2 separate regions of the Triticum aestivum genome follow, and region 2 is linked to region 1. A link is a contact called in public HiCAR-type data. All regions are on one chromosome and are shown on one strand. Each heading gives the region's core, a stretch centred on a gene start, on an enhancer-like site or on the middle of the called end of the contact. The rest is flanking DNA. Distances are from core to core; before and after follow the strand shown.

What was found. HiCAR-type assays count read pairs that join an accessible place to other places.
Region 2: a contact with region 1 is called in a HiCAR-type map of leaf, with 4 times the contacts expected there. The contact joins the promoter of LOC123111519 here to the promoter of LOC123111518 in region 1. A contact is called at or near these places in 1 of 5 Hi-C or Micro-C datasets (leaf) and 1 of 1 datasets of contacts at active chromatin or transcription factors (leaf).

What each region holds. Positions count from the first base shown.
Region 1 is chr5B:301,825,440-301,832,349 of IWGSC CS RefSeq v2.1, reverse strand. It overlaps LOC123111518 (tropinone reductase-like 3), which reads left to right and starts at 4,297. Exons shown (of 6, transcript XM_044532325.1): 1 at 4,297-4,583; 2 at 4,670-4,786; 3 at 6,149-6,283; 4 at 6,372-6,497. The coding sequence starts at 4,452.
Region 2 is chr5B:302,138,408-302,145,317 of IWGSC CS RefSeq v2.1, reverse strand. It overlaps LOC123111519 (probable plastid-lipid-associated protein 2, chloroplastic), which reads right to left and starts at 2,963. Exons shown (of 3, transcript XM_044532326.1): 1 at 2,436-2,963; 2 at 1,112-1,310; 3 at 1-288. The coding sequence starts at 2,863. LOC123111520 (a long non-coding RNA gene) reads right to left here. Exons shown (of 2, transcript XR_006454522.1): 2 at 5,071-5,645.

The sequences.
Region 1 (6,910 bases), core at 3,048-5,547:
ATCTCTGCATGTGCTCCCAAACATCCAAAGGTACTCATCCTACGAATTCACGGCCATGTTATATGCAAGCATCCACAATGCAACCATGTACTTCTGGTAACCAGAGAATGCAATCATTCAGTCATTCATTTGGCATCCTTCTTCAAGAGGAAATAGTCATTGTAGGATCAGACACCATTGTATAGGCGATCGAAGGTATTTTAGTCTCATCCAAAAGCACCGACAAAAAAATGTCCATGAATAGGGCATCGAGGGAGAAGTAGTCATCCATCAACATCAAATGCCCCGTGCACTGCTCCGATTCAACACCCGATGGCCCTTGATTTGATCTATTGAAATTGAGAACACGCTCTTCCGCACGCTCCATGTCTACAAGGACCGCCTGCATCATCGCCGTTTCATCCTCATAGTCCTCCTTGTCAGACGACTCAAGTGCTCGTATATGTACTCCATGTTCAAATCCATTGCTTCAAAGAAAGGACAAAAAAATTTAGCACGAACATTTCACCAAACAGTTGTCGGGCGTGGTGACCCCTGTAGGGGCGGATGGTACTTGCGCGACGGAGGACTAGTGGCATGGCGACCGGGGACCAGGTGTGGCGGTGGAGACCGTGGATGTCCAGAAAGGGTTTGACGGGGCGGCCGGGGTGGTAGAGCGGCGATGTCAACGAGGGAGAAAGCAGATGCAAAGGAGGAAAGGATGAAAGCGGAGGGTCCAGAAGGGGTTTTGGGTGAGTCGGGGGTGTTGGAGTCCTACGTGGCGGCAGTCTGGACTCCCACAAAGCTTTCTTAGTTTGCTTTTGATTTGCGGGGGAATAGACAAGCAGACTAATCCACGAAACGATGCGGGACAATGTTGGATGACAAATTGCATCCGAATAGTTCGATCCAGACGTTTTCTAGAGGTTTGAGGTCCGATTTGAAGATGCCCTAAAACACTATTGAATACCAATGTGTTGGAACGAAAAGACAAGCTTAGATTACTATTTACTCCGTCAGAAATTATTTGTCGCGAAAATGAATGTATCTAAATATATTTATCTAAATGTATTTTAGTTTTAAAATCTAAATACAGTCATTTTTATTCATTTCCGCGACAAGTAATTATGGACCTAGAGAGTATTATTTTATGGACTGTGCTAACTTCCACACGTACTAAAATTAAGCAACAGATCCGCACGATTCCTCCCTTTTCTAACTTGCATGCAGACGAACAATTTTTGAGCCCGCGTGACTCTCCTGTGCTAATTAGCTCCAATTGATTTAATTAAGTATGCATGCATGCATGTAAGACAAAAATGGTGATGTCAGCAGAGATTCTAACAAAATTTAAAATTCAAAATGTTTTGTAGCTTGAACCGTTGCTCCGATCAAAAAATCGTTTTCACATAAAAGATTCGTCGCGGTGAGACCTTCGAAACTAGATCCCATGTTGATATGTTCCGACGAGCTTTTTTTTCGAGAAAACAGTTACCACGCATCTGCTATGCAAGTTACCATGTCAGTTGTGCATAAGTTATCATATTGTTTAGGAAGGGATTACAGGGGCATAAAAATAGTTCCTCAAACCTTCGCTTCACATGCACATGCCTGAATGCGTTAAAGGGGAAATGGATGTCATCTTAGATGCTTCCCTATTTTTAAACTTTAAAATGTTTTTATAGCGTGAACTGTGTGTCCGATCAAAAACTCATTTTCACGCAAAAAACCATCACGATGAGATCTAGTAAACTAGATCACGTGTTGATATGTTCTGACGATTTTTTCCGTGCAAATAGTTACCCGGCATGGGCTAAGTAAGCTATTAGCTCTGATATATGTATATTATCATGCTCTTTATACGTGAGTTACCATGGTACATTGTCAACTTGTTTTTTCGGACAAAAAATACCCGTGTTGCTTGTGTGTGTGTGTGTGTGTGTGTGTGTGTGTGTGTTATCATGCACACGGTCCATATATTACCACGTTATTTACACATAAGTTGTTGAGGGTATGTCTTCGAACAACTTCCTCCCCTCCCCCTTCCTCCGGTTCAAAGTTACAATGGAGTTTTGTACGTGAGTTATCAAGTTTACAACGTGTATATTATACTGTGCTATTTACATGGAGGTTGTCGGGAGGGACCTATATTTTCAAACAACTTCCTCCCATCCCCCCACCCTCAGGTCAAAATTACTATGGTGTTTGCGCATGAGTTATCATGTATACGATGCTTATAGTAGCACGCTATTTACAACCCTCAGTTCAAAGTTATCATGGTGTTTATGCCTGAGTTATCAACTCTGTTGTGCGTATGTTACCACCTATTTATACAGAATTTACTATGGGTATGTTTTGAACTTTTTTTTGCCCCGATCTAAAGTTACCATGGTGTTTGTGCATAAGTCAAGTGTGCAATTCGTATATTACCATACTATTTACATTGAAGTTACCAAGGTATGCTTTCAACAACTATCCCCCCTCCGGGTTAAAAAGTTACCATGATGTTTATACCTGAGTTATCAGGTCTACGATGCATATATTACCATTCTATTTCCAAAGAAATTATCAGGGGTGTGGTTTCAACAACTATTTTTTCTCTCGGCCTAGGTTACCACGTGTCTATGCGTAATTTACCATGCCCACATTGTGTATATTATCATGCTATTTAGGCAGAAGTACCATGTTGTTAATACTCGTGGGTTATCATGTCAACGTTGTGTATAGGTTTTCAAATTCACCTTCATTTTCCCCGGGTCTACGATCATTTTGAAAAAAATACCTTACTAGAAAAAATTACCACGGTTTTTACATAGGTCATCGGGTTTACGGTGTGTATATTACCTTGTTATTAATACATGAGTTATCACCTCTATGATCCGTAAAGTTACCATGCTACCATAGGGCCTATGGATCAAAAACCAGCTACTAATTATGCACGCAAGTTTAGGCATTAACTCCTTCGATGGTCAGGTGATGATTAATTTTGCATGTAGTTTATTGTTGATGATTTATTCTTCTGGCTCCTCAAATCACGCATCGATATGCTTTTACGTGCACCCCCATAACAATTCACCTACTCACGTGCATGTGTGCATGCAATAACTCCAAAGAAAAATTAAACGAGTTAAAATAAGAGGGCTTAAAAATCCTGGAGAATGAAAGTAGATAACACAACTAACCTGCTCCTAGGCATGTGAAAGAGACAGACGAGATGGTTGGCTGCGTGTGCTATAACTAGTGGGTCGTGCGTCGACTCCCATTGTTGCGGGAGAAGCGGTCAGTCGCTGCCGCGAGATGCGAATCGTACGGTTCGTGGGTCGTTCGTGCTTGTTGCTGACGAACAGTCGGCAGGAAATTAGATTTGTCGATAAGAATAAGAAAGAAATAGGGGGACGAGAGCGTGATGGAGATTCCTCAAAGAAAAGAGAAAAAGAAAACATCGTGGAATGGTCAAAAGGGTGCGACGTGCTTCCTTTTACACAACAATTAGTCTAATTGACAATTTCAAAAAAATAAAAAATAGTCTAATTGAGCTGGTTAGTAAGTGTTTCACGTCAGCTGCTTGGTGTGGGTTCGAATCCCATATTCAGCATCAATTTGACTAAAAAATCCGTGTATATAGGGTCTACCAATAGATCTAGCGCACAGAAAAAATCATGATGGATCCAATCCAGAGAGAAAATCACGGACATCAACGTTTCAGGAAATCTTTCCACTAAATGCGCCATCAAATTAGCAACTTATTCAGATTTTTAATCTCAAACAAAGATCCACTGCGCATTAAATTCAAAGTGTTCGCAGTTTTAACAAAGACAAAATCTAGGTGAAATGGTTAGTGCGGAGGTGTGCGTACAGGGCGTCGCGGGTTCGATACTCATCCACGTCCCTTTCTTTTTCTCGCTTCGAAGCTGGTGTTAACTACCGTTCGATCCGTAATGAACGAGATCCAGATCGTTCGGATCTGTTGCAAACTGCCGGTCCGCAGAAATTTAGCATTCTCGTTATTTTATTATTTTTCTCACTGTCAGCATTACTCACACATGAAAATTGTTGGCGACAGACAGTTTGCTACTCCCTCCTTCCATCTATATAGGGCCTAATGCGTTTTTCAAGACCGCCTTTGACTATTGATAAAATTAATACTACATGACATGCATAATGTGAAAATTATATCATTGAGAGCTCCTTTCACATACGAATTTGATGATGTGCTTTGTGTAAGTTGCATGTCATATATTATTGCTCTAACATTTGGTCAAAGTTAGCCTCGAAAACCGCATTAGGCCCTATATATATGGAAGGAGGGAGTAGTTGTTACCCGGGCCCACGCTCCAGTGTCCAGATAAGCGAGCGCACTAGGGTCGCCGGTCGAAGCGGATATCCGGCATCGCCGCGTCTCTCACATAAACGCACGCTTCCATCGGGACAAGACAGCGGCGCGTAGCAAAGGGAACACGGCGAGGCCGGCGATGGATGTCAAGTGCCGGCGTCTGGAGGGGAAGGTGGCCGTCGTGACGGCTTCCACGCAGGGCATCGGCCTCGCCATCGCCGAGCGCCTCGGCCGGGAGGGCGCCGCGGTCGTCATCTCCTCCCGCAAGCAGGTCCAGCCACGCTCCCCTCCTGGGCTCTCGATTGCGTCGGCCGCGTGGTTTTCTTTCTCTGATCGAGTCATTTCTTGGCGCTGCAGAAAAACGTGGACGATGCGGTGGAGGGCCTCAGGGCAAAGGGGATCACCGTGGTCGGGGCCGTCTGCCACGTCTCCAACGCCGAGCAGCGCAAGCACCTTGTTGACACGGCCGTCAAGGTGAGATTTAGGCTATCTATTCTTAGTTCGGTGGTGGGGCGAGGAGATTCCGTTCGACAGTGCTGGGGCCTGGGGCTCTTGGGTTACAACGTTGTCAGATTCGTTACATAGGAGCTGCAGTTTTAAATAGATCGGCACTCTACAGTGGAATTTTCGGCCCGGGTGAGGTGTTGGTTTACCAGACTGTGAGTTGTTCCCAGAATTCTGCATACCATTCTTGTTGGCTGTTAGACAAAATAGGAGAGGGCGAAACTGCTATTCTGCGACCCTGTTTGTTTCAATATTAGGCAGCAGATTCTCCTAGGAAAAACCAGAAGCTGAAACAAACAGCTATTTGGAATCAGCTTGCCAGTGAAGCTGGAGCTGGATTCAGGCCATTTTCAGTGTAATTGCCTGAAGCACGTCCAAGTGTACTTCAGTGAAGCAAATCCACAGGTGATTCGTAGCCAACTGAAGTTGAAACAAAGAGGGCCAGTAGGGCGCGAATGTTCAGCTTGGAGGCTTGAAGTGGGACACGCTGCTGGCCGTTTGATTGCATGTTGCGGCCATGTGTTTGCGTTTGTGATGGAGACGTGGTTAACATGGAAGGACCAGTGGGTGTTGCGCAATATGGCTGTCGCGCTGTACCAGTATCCATTCTGAATAAAACTGTTTTCTTTTGAAACCAGAGCTCTCATTTGGAGAGCAGTACATGTGTATCCACAACTATGGCGGTCACTGCATTATTTTTGTTGCTGCTTAGTCCTACTTATTTTCTCTGCGCCTAATGATGTAGGAAGAGTTCATGGTTAGCATTTCATTTTGGGTGCATCTGAACTGTTTTTTTTTTTTTTGTATCTTACCACAATTATGAGCTGATAGTTTGTGCTCATATCTGAAATACTTTACTGCATCTGCATGTATACTTATGATTATTGCAGCCAGGTAGTATTGAAATGATTGTGGTAGTAAACAAGTTGTAATGTCCCTGGAGATAGAATGGGGAATTTTTTAGGTGGATAGAACATGGATTTTTGGATATAAGAGAGTTAGTTTGGGGAAGAAGAAAGAAGAAATAAGAATTGGGGAGCGGATATTTGTACTCTCATTTGATATGCAATACCATTACAGTAGAAGGCTTTATAAATTGACACATCCCCACAGATATTGACCTGAATCACGTTACCAGCATGTGACACGGATCTACAGATAGCGACCTGAATCACAGCACCAGCTTGTGACACAACCCCACAGGGTCTGAAGATCAAAATAAAGCAGTCTCATTTCCATCTCTCGCCCTTGCCATTTATGTCTTTTCTTAGCATCAACATCAGGGCGATCCTGCAAAAAGTCCATGACAAAAAATTAATTATGTTACTGCAGAATTTCGGACATATTGATATTGTTGTCTCCAATGCCGCTGCAAATCCTTCTGTGGATAGCATACTAGAGATGAAAGAGTCAGTTCTTGACAAGCTATGGGACATTAATGTCAAAGCTTCTATTCTTCTACTTCAGGTGAATTAATGCTGCATTCTAAATCCTATTTACATGTTCTATAAATAACTGTCTCACAAGTAATCACTTCCCATTTTCCTTATGTTAGGACGCCGCACCACATTTGAGGAAGGGATCATCTGTGATACTAATTTCTTCAATTGCTGGCTATAATCCTGATGCAGCTTTAACGATGTATGGTGTTACAAAGACTGCCCTTTTTGGTCTCACGAAGGTATATGCTAATCCTTTGTGATTGTTGTGCTAGTGCACGCGTATTAATTCATATCAAAATTGTAAAGAATTGTGTGTTAGTGTGGTTAATACTCACTTCATTTCGATATACTCCCTCTGTAACTTAATGTAAGACGTTTTTGCATAGACCATGGAAGCATCGACTTACTGAGAAATGACTTCTTAATAACTTATTGAAAGACCATACCGGAACCACCTATGACCTAACCTCTTCAAAGCATTTAAGTAGGGGTGGAGAGTAGAAGCGTTGTAAGAACTGCTCTTGGTTCGCTGAATGGACAGACGTTTTGATGATGACTTTTGCTTTCATGGATAGATATAGCGAAATGGAAGGACTATTTATCTTGATAAATATATTGTATATAGGAATATATTTGTCCTAGGCAAGTTAAT
Region 2 (6,910 bases), core at 1,714-4,213, 310 kb before region 1:
CTTGAACAGCACAAAGATGCTGCTGCCGTCTCCTCTTGAGATTCTAAGCTCAGCATCAAGGTAGGTTGTGAGCAGCCAGGACCCAGCGCTCTCGCTCCTGAAAGGAATCTTCAGCGGAGGCTGACCGGAGATGGTCTTGGCGACGGAGGACGCTGCGTTCTCGATCGAAGTAAATATGCCGCTCAACGGGCTCAGGTCAATGTTCTGTCCAAAGAATTCAAACTTCTCTGGCAGTACGATGGAATCAGTCAGCTGTGGAGTGCCGATGATGCCTTCTTCAAATTTGATCTGAACACAATGAGGACTATGTGAGCTATGCTGAAGCACTTACCAAAACTGGCTATACTTGTGGTGATGATTAAATACTGTAGGTGGGTGGAGAAAGAGGTGCATCTGCAAACACTTAAAATATTAACTTACCAGACGGACATTTTAAGCGAACATATTGCATATGCCCGGGCTTTCTTGTCCTGTTTAAATTCATGTGTGTTCATCTCATCATTGTTAAAGAGTGTTTCATGCAGATTGGTGGGTTCTAGTTGCACTGGATTTCACAACCTAACAATGAATCTAACAGTGTCCAAAAGCCCTACTGGCACCTAGGGACTGAGCAATGCAAAAAATCTAATCAGTTAGCAAGCAAAGGGCAAACATGCTTCTCCAGTAACCACACATGTGTTATCACTTATCACCGTGACTTTCCTGGCTTTAGCAGCTACTTTAACACCATGAATTGTTCCCCTTACGTTGCCCATGATTCAGAAACAATCCATGAATAATCCATTTCTATGTTTCCTCCCTTATTTTTACCATTGAGATTGAATAATGTTTTGTTAACGCGTACATCAGAACTAGTCGATAGAATGACTGAGCAGCAACTGAAAATGCAATAATGCTGTAGTACCTACAGAAATGCCTGAAAACTGCGCATTTTTGTAAAAAAAAGGTTACTGTACTTGAGAGCCTAAACCTTGAAAAACGATGCTCATTCTGTCAATGTTATCAATTTTACTAAAATTTCATTGCCATTCAGGAAATGCCAAGATAGACATGATACAATGCTTTAAGATATATACCAAATGACTACTCAGTTGGGACAGGAGAATCACACCTGTACACGTTTGGGGCTTCTAATTTCAAATTTGGCATTGGTGGACACTGAAGTTGACGCCAAAGGTCCTGAAAACTTGATGCAGTTCTGCACCCCAAAGTTCTCGGAATCAATAGTCTGTGATATTTCGTCCACCTTGACAAGAGCTTGTAGCCTTCCAGACCCCAACAGTGGGAACAATTGCGAAAATGATGTGTACCTGCAGTCACCTAATCAATCAATCTCCACAATTAAACGAAGACGCTGTAATTCCACAGAAGAAGAGTTTCACTACCATGGACTACTTCAGCATCCCGCCCGGTTATACTAAAAAAATGCATCCCATTCAGATACGTGCTGAAGTGGTTTTAATGATGTTGAGAGCACGTTAAATGACAAAGAAACGATTGGCATATCCTCAACTAAACGATAGCAACAGCTACCAGAATGTTATGTTTTACTAGTCCCTTATACACATACTTCTGTTTAATAGCAAAGTCTGTTCCAGGGATTTCAGACGGCTAAGTTTAGCACTCCAAATTGATTACTTAAAAGGTTTACCTTAAGTGCTAGAGTAAAATATTAGATATAGCTATAGTTCTCCTACCGAACAAATAAGCAAGAAAAAAATGCCAAAACTAAACATCCAGTTTTGACATAACTTAAACAAACATATCTGAAAGCATAGAGGAGCATGTGGCAAGCACATCATGCAAACATAATATTTACCAAACGAATTAGACCTGTTGGCTTTTGAAAATTCTTGCACATCAATTTGCCTATTCTCTAGAATATTTTTTTTACCAAAAATATCACACCACAGATCACTGATGTGAACTATGATGTCTGTCTTGAATAACTCTAAATTTCTAAAACAACGGAGGTTATATTTCTTTTTTCTCACAATACTAAGGAAATAGAAGTCAGCCACATCAGTTATTTGAGCATGACAACTAACCAACTCAGCCATATCCTTAACATGTCATCCCTAAAATAACAAAAACATTCATAAAATTGCATATAACTATTTATTTTTTCAAGCAATCAAGAGAAACTTGTAAATAAGTGCGATTGCAATATACCGTGGACCATATACTTGCAAGCTATCCGAATTTCCAATTGGGACAGAAAAAGACAATCTAAAACACACCAAATCATGTCCCCCTTTTCTATATATATGGACTTATCAGCTTTGATCCATGTGGTTTAGAATCCATCGGATCAGTTCCACCGACCCTAGCTAAACCAGTAGGAATGGAACTACGCACTACGCAAATTACAATCGCATAATGAGTAGATTAATAAACGAAGCAAGGAACGGAGCGAGGGGTGGCCGAAGGCTTACGCGAGGATCCACTTGCCGTTGAGGAGGGTGAGCGCCTCGGTGGGCGCCGGCGTGGGGTTGCGCGCCTCGAGCTGCGTGATGAGCTCGACCACCTCCGCCCGCGTCTCGCTGGACGCGCGCAGGCCGCGCTCCGTCCCGTACAGCGCCGCCTTGAGCTTCAGCTTGAGCGCCGCCACCTCGCTCGCGGCCGCGGCCGCCTCCGAGGGCGCCTCCGCCACCGCCGTCCCTCCCACCGCCGGCTCCTTCCCCCACTCGTCGTCGGCGTCCACGGGCGCCGCCCGCGCCGCGACGACGCGCCGCGCGGCCCGCAGCGACGGGAAGCGACGGGCCGCCGGGACGAGGAGGCGGCCGCGGGCGGCGGTCGCCCCCGGGGCCTGGGGCGACGGCGCGAACAGGGACACGGCGTTGAGGGACGCTACTCCCGCCATGGCGCGAGGCTCGGTTCGGTTCGCGTGCTCCTCTTCCTCTGCGACGGTCTTCCTTTTTTTTTTCTCTCTCGGCGATGCGCAATAATTTAATGCCTTTAATTTATGGCGCCGCGAGTACTTGTAGAGAGGAGAGACGTGTCGAGGCGTCGAGGTGCTTGCGGTGGGACTGGCGCGGGATGCGTTGGTCGCGTGGTCGCCTGAGAGTGCGCCGCGAGGTGCCGACGGGGAGAAGAAACGTGGGCCTGAAAAAATGGCTTGGCCGAACATTTGCGAAATGAAATGGGATGGTGTTTGACTGGATGCTTGCAGGCTTCCAGAGTGATCTGGATCTATGCGAGCATGCGAGACGTGCACGCTTGGGGTCCCCACTTCAGACCTGCGGAGCACCTCGACGACTGGCGGTCCATGTGTCCTGTCCCATTCTTCCTCGCGTGTACAGTTTTGTTAGGCCAAGTGTTTATTATTTTTTCCAAAAAAGGTATTTATTATTTTTCCCTAATTCTTTCTTTTTATTGTTTTTCCTTAGTTTTGACGTTGCTTGGCTCTGTCATGCCCAACTTAGTTTGTAATATCGATAAAAAAATCAATTTATAATATATTTTTAAAGAATGCAATGTAGTAGCAGACCGGCGTTGCTTTTCTTTCGCAGCAGCGGTTCGTTCATGCAAGAGGCTAAAGGGAGGCGGAGAAGTTCCCTTGGTTAGCCGTCGGCCATGCCGTGGGCCCCTCCCCTCTTCGCCGGCTGATGCAGCAGTGGGAGATTTGGGGAGCCCTGGATTTGTGCCCTCGGTCTGTACATACTAGGGATAGTGTTTCAGGTGTCAATGTTTTGATGTTGGCAGCGGCGGCACAATGAATAAGTCTTCCTCGATCTTAGCCTCATCTCGGTGTTTTCCTCAGAGGCGGCAATGAGGTTGGTGGAAGCTAGTGCAGTGGTGTGTTAGCGTTCGGCGTCGATGGGCTTCTTTGCATCTTCTGGACCTTGAATTTGTTGGCTCTCGTTGGTGACGACTCCTCGACGCGTTCGTGGTTCATGAAACCAGCGCAAGTGGTGATGCAATGCCAGTGTGGCTTCTCTCTTGCATGCTGGTCCTACTCGGCCGATGATGGAGACTTCCCACTGTCAATAATCCATGCGCATAACCAAGGTTATCGTTGGCTTCGGGAGAGAGCGATGGCAGCGGCGCGCCCTCATCCCGTGCTGGGTTGCTTCCCCATGGTTCTGCCTGGAATTCTCTACTTTTATGGGTTTGTGTTGTACCACTGCATAATTTCAACATAGTTATGGGTCCTATTCGCAAAAAACATACGAACGTTACTCATTTAGATATAGTGCAGAATGCTCTACTAGTCATCACACCATCCGCTAGGGCCGTACCGGTCGTGGTGTATTAGTGGACGTGACTATTGGGAGATCATAAAGAAGGTGACTCGAGCATTGCTTCAATTCTAGGGTGAAAACCCGTGTTGTGCCCCTAATTGATCGGACTCAACATCGATGAACTTGTGTCGTTACCTTGATGAAGGTGACGCCTACTCGCTGTTTGCTAGCTTTCACTAGTTAGTCTCAACAATCAGGATGAAAGATCCTTGTCTTGGTTGTCTTTGGCCGAACGTGGCGAGGACGGGACAAGGGCGTGTATCCCTTCTTGAAGACGTTGTTGTGTAATAAGTCATACTTAGTCGTAGGTGTTAATTTCATATCTTGTAATGGCATGTCGTAGTTATCTAAGTTATGTACTCTATTTGTTGATGTGTTTGGCCTCATTGTATTGCATCAACTTTAAGAAAAATGGTTGTGTGCATCACAATGATGCAGGGGTCAGAGGTTTCAATCTCCTTACTAAAAAAATCATATATACATGCATGTAGATAAGGATATAATAGATGATGTCAGTAGGAAACTTTCATATTTCAAAATTCAGAATGTTTTATCTCCGAAATGAAAAGTGGGATTGCATGCATGTAATCATGAGTATCAATGTAATGTTATGCATGTATTGCAATTTCGTTATATGGATGCATTATTGAATGTTGATACATCAATTTATCTTTGTCATGTAATGTGATGAGATGTCATCTACAAAATGCTATCATGATATTAAACACTGGCATAACACTGAAGGAGAACAATTATTTTGACTTGGGCAATGATACTAGTGCCGGGTAGGAATATATTCCCACCACTGGTAATATATACATGAGTGGCTCGCAAGTGCATCCACTCACCACTTACGTCTGCTACTTATAGTCGTTCTTCGTTCGCCACTGGTGGTGTGTTCTCCCCGTCATGCATGACTCCATTTCATTGAAAGGAAACCAATTGGTCACACTATCATACCTCCAAAAGGAACATCCCTTACGGGTACCATTGGGAAATTAAAAGAACGGTCAAAACAATTTGTGTATAGGTGGTACAAAACACAAAGTACAAACTAAAAGTGTACTCTACTAGTGGGGCGAAGTTCCAAAGCCCCGGTTCTCTCATATAAGGACATGGCTTGAATCACCATCTGTGGGGTGCTTCTCGAGATATTAGAATGTGATTCTCGCGCCGTGAAGTGTACCTCCAACATTGGATTACGAAGAAAGCACATAGTTCACATTGTTCCACCTCTAGAGGTTGGTTCCAGTGGCAGCATCATCTTCAGGTTATAGAGTAGCAACACCATGAATTGCTCCACCAATTTTCCTCCCTCCAACTCATTGAGAAGATACTTGACAATTTCTCTAACATAATAACACCATGCTCTAGACATACTTTGTATTTAACCAACATTTCCTGTTAGAGACCAGGTCATTCTTAAAATTCCACAATCCACACAAAATTGTTGTAGAAACTAACTTAAATTGATTAAAAGATTCACCGGTTATCCGTTGAGACGCTATTTGTACAAACTCCAAATTATGAACATTAATGTAAAAAACTTCTTTACCCTCATCCCCTGAAACCCCGACAAGAATGCATTCACTAACATATGATCACATACTCAATATCAATGTAATGTGAGACATTCAAGTGGGTTAGCAATCCATATTCTCCTTAAGTTGTTTCTAGTCATAAGCTTGTTTTGATGCAACTACTACAAAAACACCTTAATCATAATGTCCAAAGTTAAAACAAACACAAACACCTAAATCTTGGGAGGCACCTTAAGGTGGAACACCTCTTAGACTTAACTATCCTTATCAACTGGGAGCAACTACCTGTGAAGGTTCTCCTAAAAGCGCAATTCAAATCACTACCGTCCCACAACTCAACTAAAGTTTTAGATTGTTCATTCGCTACGAAGTAGATGTACCAACATTGAGTGGCTAAAGTCGAGTAGCCAAACCATATATCTTCCTACATGTCATTTGAACCCCATGTTAACTGCATTAGATGCCAATTATGCCGCACCTTCCCATGAAAACACTAGATGTTAGGGTTTCTGGTATTGTATGTATCCTCAATAGCTAATTTCCGTTGAGGTCCCTCCCCAACAATGTACCATTTAATCCAAGATCCAATAGGGCAAAATTCAGGTTTTGCAAGTTTGGTACACATAAACCTTCGTATTCTTTCTTATGCACATATATGGCCAATTTGACAAGTGGATTTTGTGGTTTCTTCAGCATCACTCCACACGTAGTTAGCCATGTGTGCATAAACTAGTTGAATGGTCCATTTTGGGAATTTAAAAAAATGACAACATGTAAATGAGAATGTTGGCCAAGTAGGATCTTATCAACATTAACTTCCCTTCATAGGAATGGAGTTTTCCTCCCCGCCTAGTTGTTCAAGCTAGCATCTTATCTACCATTGGCCAAAGATCTCTTTTTAGTTTATCATGATGTAATGGCAGTCCTAGATATGAGTACTTGATACGAAAGTGTCCTTCTGCTCCCAAGCTCAAATGAGCTCGATGAACAGTAAAAATATATATTAAAAAACTGATTTTTTTTGTGACAAACATTGGCAAAAGTTTCATATGCTTGAAACAAATCGTCATGGAACATTCCAGTAAGGCGTGGCAAAAAAATTCAGTGCTCCCAAATGCTTTTGAA